Linked DNA regions of Hordeum vulgare: region 1 is linked to region 2. The links are chromatin contacts, called in public Hi-C maps. All regions are on one chromosome and are shown on one strand. Each heading gives the region's core, a stretch centred on a gene start, on an enhancer-like site or on the middle of the called end of the contact. The rest is flanking DNA. Distances are from core to core; before and after follow the strand shown.

What was found. A called contact is a pair of places that touch in the nucleus more often than the background predicts.
Region 1: a Hi-C map of leaf shows a contact between it and region 2, with 4 times the contacts expected there. The contact joins the enhancer-like site here to the promoter of LOC123428710 in region 2. A contact is called at or near these places in 2 of 6 Hi-C or Micro-C datasets (leaf and seedling) and 1 of 1 datasets of contacts at active chromatin or transcription factors (embryo).

Annotation. Positions count from the first base shown.
Region 1 is chr1H:201,459,482-201,463,914 of MorexV3_pseudomolecules_assembly, forward strand. No RefSeq gene overlaps it. Among protein-coding and RNA genes, the nearest start is that of LOC123428721, 42 kb to the right of the region's middle. Within about 2 kb of position 2,455, at least 3 of the 3 cell types and tissues checked have open chromatin away from gene starts, as enhancers often do. A contact at or near this core is called in leaf and seedling, where this site is marked.
Region 2 is chr1H:201,275,359-201,280,039 of MorexV3_pseudomolecules_assembly, forward strand. LOC123428710 reads right to left here and starts at 2,996. Exons shown (of 11, transcript XM_045112889.1): 1 at 2,812-2,996; 2 at 2,581-2,718; 3 at 2,358-2,456; 4 at 2,170-2,275; 5 at 1,360-1,583; 6 at 1,193-1,269; 7 at 984-1,098; 8 at 742-867; 9 at 471-584; 10 at 286-390. The coding sequence starts at 2,814.

The DNA of each region.
Region 1 (4,433 bases), core at 1,205-3,704, 180 kb after region 2:
TTTACCTAGGTTCGGGCTGCTGTGAAGCATAAAACCCTACTCCTGCTTTGGTGGATTGATTGAGGAAGATGAAGCTCGCACAGAGCTCTGCCCCGGCAAGGGTTGACACGGAGAGCTATCACATACGTACAAATACATTTTCTTCTACTCCCTTGGGGGTCTGACTCTACAAAGTGTCGAAACTCCAAGTGTCGGAATCCTTTGCTAGGTTACCTCGAGCCTCCTTTTATAGCTCAAGGGGCGGCCACAGTGGCAAACAATCATGATCACATAGCTAACAGTGCTATCATACCTAACTCTGGCACTTAAGACAAAGGGCCATAAATGCAGCCTTAGGTGGCGAGCGGGGGTGCGTTCCCGGCAAGCTCCTCCCACCTATTAGCTGGCCGTGGCTTGGTGTCTTGACACACCTTTGGACGGGTGTCAACTGCTCGCAATCTTCTTCTGGCACACCGCCATGTATTTAGTGAGAGCCACCTAGCCTTCTAGGAGCTTGACACCTCATCAATAAGTGAGTGGTGTAGCGATGAGGTGTAGCGATTTGGTGAGGCGTCTTGCCGAGTCTTGTCGAGGATGCATGTGCCTGGTAGGTGCCGGGGGTTCTTGGCATGTCTTGGCCTGCTTGTGTAGGTCTTGCTGGCGCCATCGACCATCAGGGGCCGCGTCTGCTGAAGTCTTGGTCTTCTTGATGCGCTCCTTGAGCTCTCATAGAGTGGCTTCTCTGACCCTGGCTAGGTCTTGATGGAGTGGTAGCATCCCCCAACAACCTTAGGTCGCCGATTAAACACCCATGTTTGCGTACCCCGACAATAGGTGCATTAAATTAAATAACAATAATATGGTTATATAACAAGAAACTCATGTTTTCACATGGAAGCAACTGCACTTGCAACTAGCAATGCTATAACAAGGATGAGAAAGCGGTAACATAGCCAAACAGTGGTTTGCTGGGATATGGAGGGGTTAGAGGCTTTCATGACAATGTTGGGAGGTTGACATTAACAGGTGGTAGGCAGCGAGGCATAGTGGCAAAAACTAGATAACTAGCATGGCAATGATAGTAATGATAGCTAGGGAAATGATCATCTTCCTTGGGATCCCGCTTGGAAGAAGAACGAATCCATGAAGTAGACCAACTGACGTAGTCGAACAGATCCTCACACTCTGTAGCGGTTGGAACTCTATTGAGAAGAAACAATCCAGAAACAATAATCAACACACGATAAAGTCCAGAACATATGCATGACATGATGCACAAGCAAGTATGATGCAAGTCCAATTAATTATGCACGACATGGGAAACACATCAAACAACTACTACAAATTGAAGTGAAGCTCAAGATGCAACGAGTTGCATATTGAACAAACTCCATTTTGAATTATTTACTTCACTCATGTTTAGGTATGAAACAGTTTAAATTTTATTTATCATGGCAAGAGGTGAAGCAAAATTAAACTACACTACCTAGGCATTGTAAATGAGGTCAGAGAGAACATATAGAATTCACAAACGACTTCCTATGCAATTTTTGAAATTGGACCAGATCTGAATAATCATATTTTATATTTATTAAACATGAAAATTAAAGTGCACCAGGTTATTCTACATATTGTTTTAGATAAATTACATATGTGGACCATTTTAAACGGAGCTATGATTAATTAGTTATGAGACAAACCATTTTAGCATGGCGTTAGGCAATTTTAATGCAAACATCACTTTAATTGTTATTACCATGCATGAGGGTGACATGATCAAATCGATGCAATTTGATGAACATATAGGAAATGATATGGAGCATATCTCGCCATGATGTAAAGAAATGGGTGCTACGAAGGCAACAATGAAAACGGTGCCACGATAACGTTTCTGCATTGAGATGCGGATGCAAAAGAATAAGTATAGGAGGTGCGGGCATGCAAGAAATGATGGGGTGATCTCGGATCCCAGATGTCCCATGTGTCGGCGGCACGAAAAAACAAAAGAGTGCAACTAACATTCATGGACGGCTACCGACATCACAACACTCGCTCAAGGGCGGTCATCTCAACATTATACCTTCGAAGCGTGTGGGCGAGGCGGAAGGGTTCATTGCAGTATAGAGGTTCACAAGTCGTTGTAGAAGTAGTGGCACACGTGTCGAAGTTGAACTTGATGAATCCGAGGTTTTTGGGGCGAACGTAGTGGTAGACGGCAACGGACATCGTGCTACTTGTCGTTATTGGCTATTCAGGATATGGTGGTAGAGGTACTTTAACGCATCACCATATATTCGTATGCGACGCTTGTAGACTTGGTGAAATCTGAGACAATCTTGGGTGTCTTTGCACAAACTGGCAAGATGGGCAAAATTGAACCAACCGTAACCGAAGACAACAAAGCACAAGGATCCTCTACAGTATTATATGATACAGTAAGCTCACTGTCACGTGGTACCTGACCCATGTGTCATCCACACTACAGCATCATACAGTACAGCAGAGGATCTCAACCCGGCACACATCTGGGTGCACGCAGCTAGAGGTGATCTGAACCATGATGGTTGTGCAGGAGCGAACAGAATAGGCAACAGCAGGAAGCAGCGACGGCTGCAGTTTTTGCCGGCAAGGCATGGGGCAGCGCAAGGTGAGCATGCAACGAGTAGAGGAGGGGCGCTACCATGGCAAGGATCTCGAGCCAATGCTCACAGTAGAGGCAGAATCTCGAGCCGGTCATGGCTGAGGCGGCTTGCACGAAAGCAGGTCGGGACGGGCGGCACGCAGTGGAGCTGTAAGCATTGGAGGCGAGGCACACAGAGGGGCTGGTCGGGTCCTTTGGTGCAGAGGATAGGAGAGGTCGGAAGCTTAAGCGGCGCCAGCTATGGCGCGGCCAAGGAGCAGGAGGATGCAAGGGGCGGCTCGGGCAGCACGAGATGGGCCACCCATGGCTGCATCATGATGCAGGTCGACATCAGCTGACTCATGGCAAAGCTTGAGGAGAAGCGGGCGAGCACGCATGAGGCGGGCGGAGCTGTGGCTAGGCACATGAGGTCGAGGACGCGGTTCGGGCATGGTGTGCTCAAGTGGATGAAGGAGGTGGAGAGGACTCGGCGAGGGGGCATGAAGAAGGGGCCCACAAGAATAGGCGGGCACGGCGGCGATCAAGCTTGTCGGGCAGCGAGACGGCGAGGGCGAGCGACGGTCGGGTCGCCGGAGGTAGGGCCATGGATGGAGCCAAGGGGATCGAGTGAGGAGCGCTGGTGAGAGCGATGCGTGTGGGTGGCGGCGTGGGATCGAAACAGTGAGGGAGAGATTGAGAGAAGAGAGGGTTCAGGCTCCCTAGCGGCTAGGGTTAGGAGGAGGGATTAGATAGGTCGCGGGGATGAGCTAGAATCGGCGAGAAGCCCACTTGGCCTTTCTCTTTTCTATAAGCTGAAAAAAGATACTTAGAGAAAGAAGAGAGGTCTATAGGAAGAGAGTTTGGAGGGAGTATTTTCCCGGACTCATGAAAATAACCTCGATCCAAGAAAATTAGAAAAGAGCATGTGCATGAATTTTGAATTCAAACTCATATGAAATATAATTCAAATGGGTTGAATTGGGTCTAGGTTTAAGAAGTGTCCAAAATGTTGAGGATTTACGAGGAGTGTCGACAAATGGAGAAAGAAATATTAACAAGGTTTGGAGGTCAATCTTGAAGTAGGAAAAGCATGGGATTTAAAATGTAAGTGTGTTCATGGGTGATTCCAAAATAATGGAATATTTTATAATAGATCCTTAAAATATTGGGAGGATATGTTATAAAGAGAATCATCATGTGAATCCCCAATTTAAATAGATCCAAAGATGTATGCAATTTATTTATTTGATATTTAGAAAAATTATTGACATGATGGCATGATGACATGATGAATGCAATAAACCAATAACGCACACGCAACTACAAGATAAAATGGGAATCTTCTAGAGCGTCGGTTCCAGACTGTTACAACTCTCATTCACTAACAAGAGATCTCGACCCGAGATCTAAGAATGAAAGGGGAAAGGAAGAAGAGAGGAAGAGGTAAAATTGAGTTCCTTCTTTGACAAATGAGTGAAACCAACGATCCTTGAAGGTTACAAAGTGATGAAGAATGACATGAGGAACAAGCAAGAATTTAAAAACAAATCGCAGCACTTCGGTAGGATATAGAGGCAAAACTTGACATGATGGAAGGAAATTGAATATATTTCACAACACTCCGACTAAATTGACAAGCAAGGAAAGAAATTATCTTGGTAAACTTAGATAATGGATAAAAGAGAGCAACATCACAAAGCTTCCGGAACAAAGAATAAAAACTAGCTCATTTGATGAAGAAGAAAATGACAACTTCTACCACCGTTGAATTGAAGAGCATACTTAGGAAAAAGGATTGAACGGAGTTGTTGGATAATCAACAACAAAAAGAAAA
Region 2 (4,681 bases), core at 1,746-4,245:
ACTAGAGATGCGTTCTCACCGAGAACATGCTCTAGCCATAAGTTTCCAAGGCCGATCTGACCTTATAGAACTTCAAATTTCTGTTGAACCAAATTTTAATCACATGGCATGTGCTGCTGGGAGTTATCAATTGGTCATTAATACTATGTACATTCTAAATCTTGTTGACCTCATTATTTATTCAATTTTTTAAACCAAGATGATCTTTCCGTGTGACATGAATCCCCCCCACCACCCCACCATCACCCACCCACCCAAAAAGAAAAGACACACAAGAGTAATTACCTGAAATTCTTTGTAGTCAACAGCACCATTCCCATCATGGTCAACTTCACTCCATAGATCTTCCATTTCTTTAGAATTTACACGATCAGGGTGGACCATTCCTAACTGTATTTATTGTAGCATCAGCAAAAGTATTATCTAAAATAAGTGTTCTCTACATAGCACACACAGAGTATCCTTAATACCTGACAAAGTGCCTGGCAGAAGCTTGAGTATGTGATACAATCATCTGAACTGTCAGCTTTGAGGAGTGCAAATGCATTCTCCTCCGGAAGGGATGCAACTTGGAGAAGAAGATACTGAAAAGAGAACAGTTTAGACTTTCATACTTAAGAGACCAAGGAATTATGTATTCTTAACAGGTTAACTTGTTCTTCAAGGCCAACTACTACTTGATATTAGCGATAGTATGCCTCTTTTTTAATTAATGACACAGTGTTGATCATGTTTGCGTACCTTGATAATACCAAAGACAGCTTCATTCCAGCTAGTTTTCAGGGGTTTCCTGCACTTATCTGGATTCAGAAGCCATATAAAATCAACTCCACAGATGTTCCCTCTATGATTCCGATGACTCACCCACTATACTCAAGAAGAGGTGAAGGTGGAGAAAAATTAGAATACAATGCAATCATACATACACATAAAGTGTTGCTGGGCTATCAAGCATTAGTAGTAAAACAGAATTGTCATGTTACCTTGTGTGCATCTTCTTCGCTGTCACTGTACTGATGAGCAGTGTCATATGATGAAACAAATCCTTGTGAACGAAGAAATTTGTAAACTTGGCCGCGCTTACTTCCATTCCAATCACTATAATATGAATGCCCTGATCATATGTTAATATAAATTTCACTGTAATATTCGTACAAGAACATAAAAGATAGCATGCTTACTGCATACTCACCCACATAAGATGATAGGCATTGGACCAAGTTTATGCTCTTCCTGGTAAGCTTCTACATACTGAAGGATCTTATATACCTACCATGGACACGGCAGTCAATTATTAAATACCATGCTGAAATATTAGCAGGCTGAATGATTAAGTGTACAACAGCATACTAATCATACCTGCTTCAGTCGAACTATTGAAAGGCTGTGATCATGGGGAAACACCAAATGAGTGTTCACGATGAGGCTCTGCTGCTGGACATAGCTGCTGCTTCGATTTTGCAAGAAAGGTATGACTGACTCAACATGCAATAGCTGAGCAACTCGATCTCCAAAATCATTAAACAGAAGCTCCCGGTGGTTCAAGACACAGAAGTAATTCATATGTACAGCAGTCAGAAGACCTGGGTGGGGAAGATACAATTTGAGTGAAAATTTGCAGACTAGTCCCAGTAGCATTCTGTAACAAGGTTATAATTAAAAAGTTGAATGTGCCTTCTCCAAAATAATTCCAGAACAAAACAACCAATCATGGCTACTGACAGATATTGCATATATCAGTATCGAAGGCATTGAACATAACAGCTTACAAGTAATATTACATATTCTTTCAAATAGTAAACAGATAAACAAATCACAATGTAAGGATAATCATCAGAGGAATTTAACACAAGAAATTACAACATCAACATGGAAACAATTTGAATTACGATCACGTGAACTGAAAAGAGCAGGCTGAATAACAATGTTGGAGTCCCAATAATCACACACATCTTTTACCTTTTTAGTCCATGTTCTGCATTTTCTGTGCCATTAAATATTCAAGTTTTCAGATATTTATAGCAATCTCAGAACAAACTACCAATTGGATGGAGCAGGCAAAATGGACGGGGGTGGCTAAAAGGAAAACACACGTCACCTTACTTAATCCATACCACAAGATACTTTGTCATAATACTACCTGAAATGGAAGAGGGGGAGACAGCTCACCATCTCCTCGGTTATTTGTGCGGGCGAGCTTGAACAGCTTATAATTCGCATCACCGAGTCGCTTCTCGTACATGTTTACTAGCTCATCATTCCCCAACCACACCTCCTGACACAAAACCAAGACAGCCTATCAATCACATCCTTGCGCAAACACCCATGGAAGTGAATAATCCCTCAATTCCCCTCACCTGGAGGCAGATGATGGAGGAGCGATCCCCGAGGAGGCGGTCGATGATTTTCTCATTCCTGCTAAACCAGTTGGCCCTGTTCTGGCTCTCCCTGCCATTCTGCGCCCAAAGCCCACGGACAAGTTACTTCACCGATCCAACAAAATACCGGCGGCAACTCCTCCCAACACACGATGAAACAAGTGGATTGCAAGGGGAGGGAAAAGGGTAAGATCCAGCTCACCTCAGAATCCATGCGCTTGTAGATCGGCGCGAGAATGTTGAAGGTGGTGCATGAGACGGAGCGCTCGTCGCGCGCCTGCAGCAGCGGCGGCGGCCGCAGCCGCTGCCGGGCGCCAGCCTCCCTGCGCTGCTTCTTCGTCTACACCAACCACACCGATCTCAGCAACTCAAGTCACCGACACACACTAGGAAATGGACATGCCCACCAGCAAAGGTTAATTTAATTTCTCACCATGGCGATTTCAGGCGGAGCCAAGGCAACGGGTGGGATGGAACGGCGACGATGAGGAGGCGCTAGACCGGTGGGTGGTGGTCGCGTGGCCTCGTCGTGTTAGCTCCTGCTGTCCTTGCGATTTGCGGTTGCGACGAGTCGGAGAGGAAGGCTGCCCAAGATGTGTTCGCTGGCCTCAGCGTTGGGGTCTCGCCTTGCCTTTTAAATAGCTCGAAAAGGCTATCAAGTACGAAAAGTCGCTTTGGAGCACGGGCAGTCCGGCACTACGAGGAGCCACTAGAGGTTAGGGTTCTACCAGGTCTCGCACGTAGGTTGTACGGGTGAAAGTGCGGGCTGTGAGGTTGGGGATGTCGGCGTCGATGGTTGGGCGCCGTCGCGGCGTGAGAGGGAGAGGCGGCTAGGGTTTGGGGCTCTCGTCTTCTGAGGGAGACGACAACAGAATATACTGTTTATTGTCTGCTTAATATCGAAGGGTACATGTGTTTATATAGGAGGACAGCCTCCACTAAACCTAGATAACTTGGACTCTAATATAACTTGGACTCTAATATAATTTGGACTCTAAGATAGGTAAGATAACTTGGGCTAAGCCCGTAATTAACCCTGCCCATTGGGCCTTCTCCGTTGGTACGTTGTACCGATCATAACATCTCTCCCCGCCTTCTCAAACAGCTCGTCCTCGAGCTGAACATCTGGAAACTGCTGGCGGAAATCGTCGAGCTTCTCCCAAGCCGCTTCCTCCTCTGACAGGCCGGTCCACTGTACCAAGACATGCCAGACGCTGCGACGCTGCTGCGTCTGCAGCACCTTCGCCACATGTGCGGAAGCTGGAAGGAGGCGGCCATCCGAAGTAGGAGGAAGGGTCGGCGTCGCTGCAGGAGGGTCCCCGCGGTAGGCCTTCAGTAAGCCGACATGGAAGACGTCGTGGAGGCGAGAACCAACTGGCAGCTCCAAGCGGTATGCGAGTGTGCCGACATGCTCCAGCACACGAAAGGGACCGGCGTAGCGAGGTCCCAATTTGCGCTTGGAGCGCGGGTCCAGAGACTGCGTGGTCCTGTGAAGGAGGCGCAGCCACACCCAATCACCCACCGCGAACTCCGACTCGCGATGATGAGCATCATAGTACTTCCGAGCCAGCTGTTGTGCTTGGAGAAGACGCTGGCGTGCCTCAGCCAGAATGTCGTCGTGGGTGCGGAGTAAGTCGCCCGCCGTCTCGGACGGAGCCGTCCCAGGCTCGTAAGGGAGCATCGCCGGAGGTGGGCACCCGTAGACCACCTCGAAAGGAGTGGTGCGTAGGGCGGAGTGATAGGAGGTGTTGTAGCAGTACTCCGCCCACGCCAACCAGTCCACCCAAGCTCGTGGACGATCACCAGTAACACAGCGCAGGTACATGGCGATCACCTTGTTGACCACCTCGGATTGGACGTCTGTCTGAGGGTGGAACGCCGTGCTCATGCGGAGCTTCACGCCCGCCAGTCGAAAGAGATCCCGCCAGACATGTCCCGTGAACACGGGATCACGATCGCTGGCGATGGACGACGGAAAACCGTGGAGGCGGACGATGCCGTCGAAGAAGGCCCGCGCCACGGAGGCGGCTGTATATGGATGACCCAGGGCGATGAAGTGCGCGTACTTGGAGAAGCGGTCAACCACCGTGAGGATGACGGACTTGCCGCCCACCTTGGGAAGGCCCTCGATGAAGTCCATGGAAATATCCGCCCACACCTGGGAGGGTACGTCCAGCGGCTGCAGTAGACCCGCGGGTCGTAGTGTCTCCGTCTTGTTCCGCTGGCATGTCATGCACGACTGCACCCAGTCGCGGACCATCGCGCCATCATCGGGGATGTAAAAATCAGCACGGAGACGATGG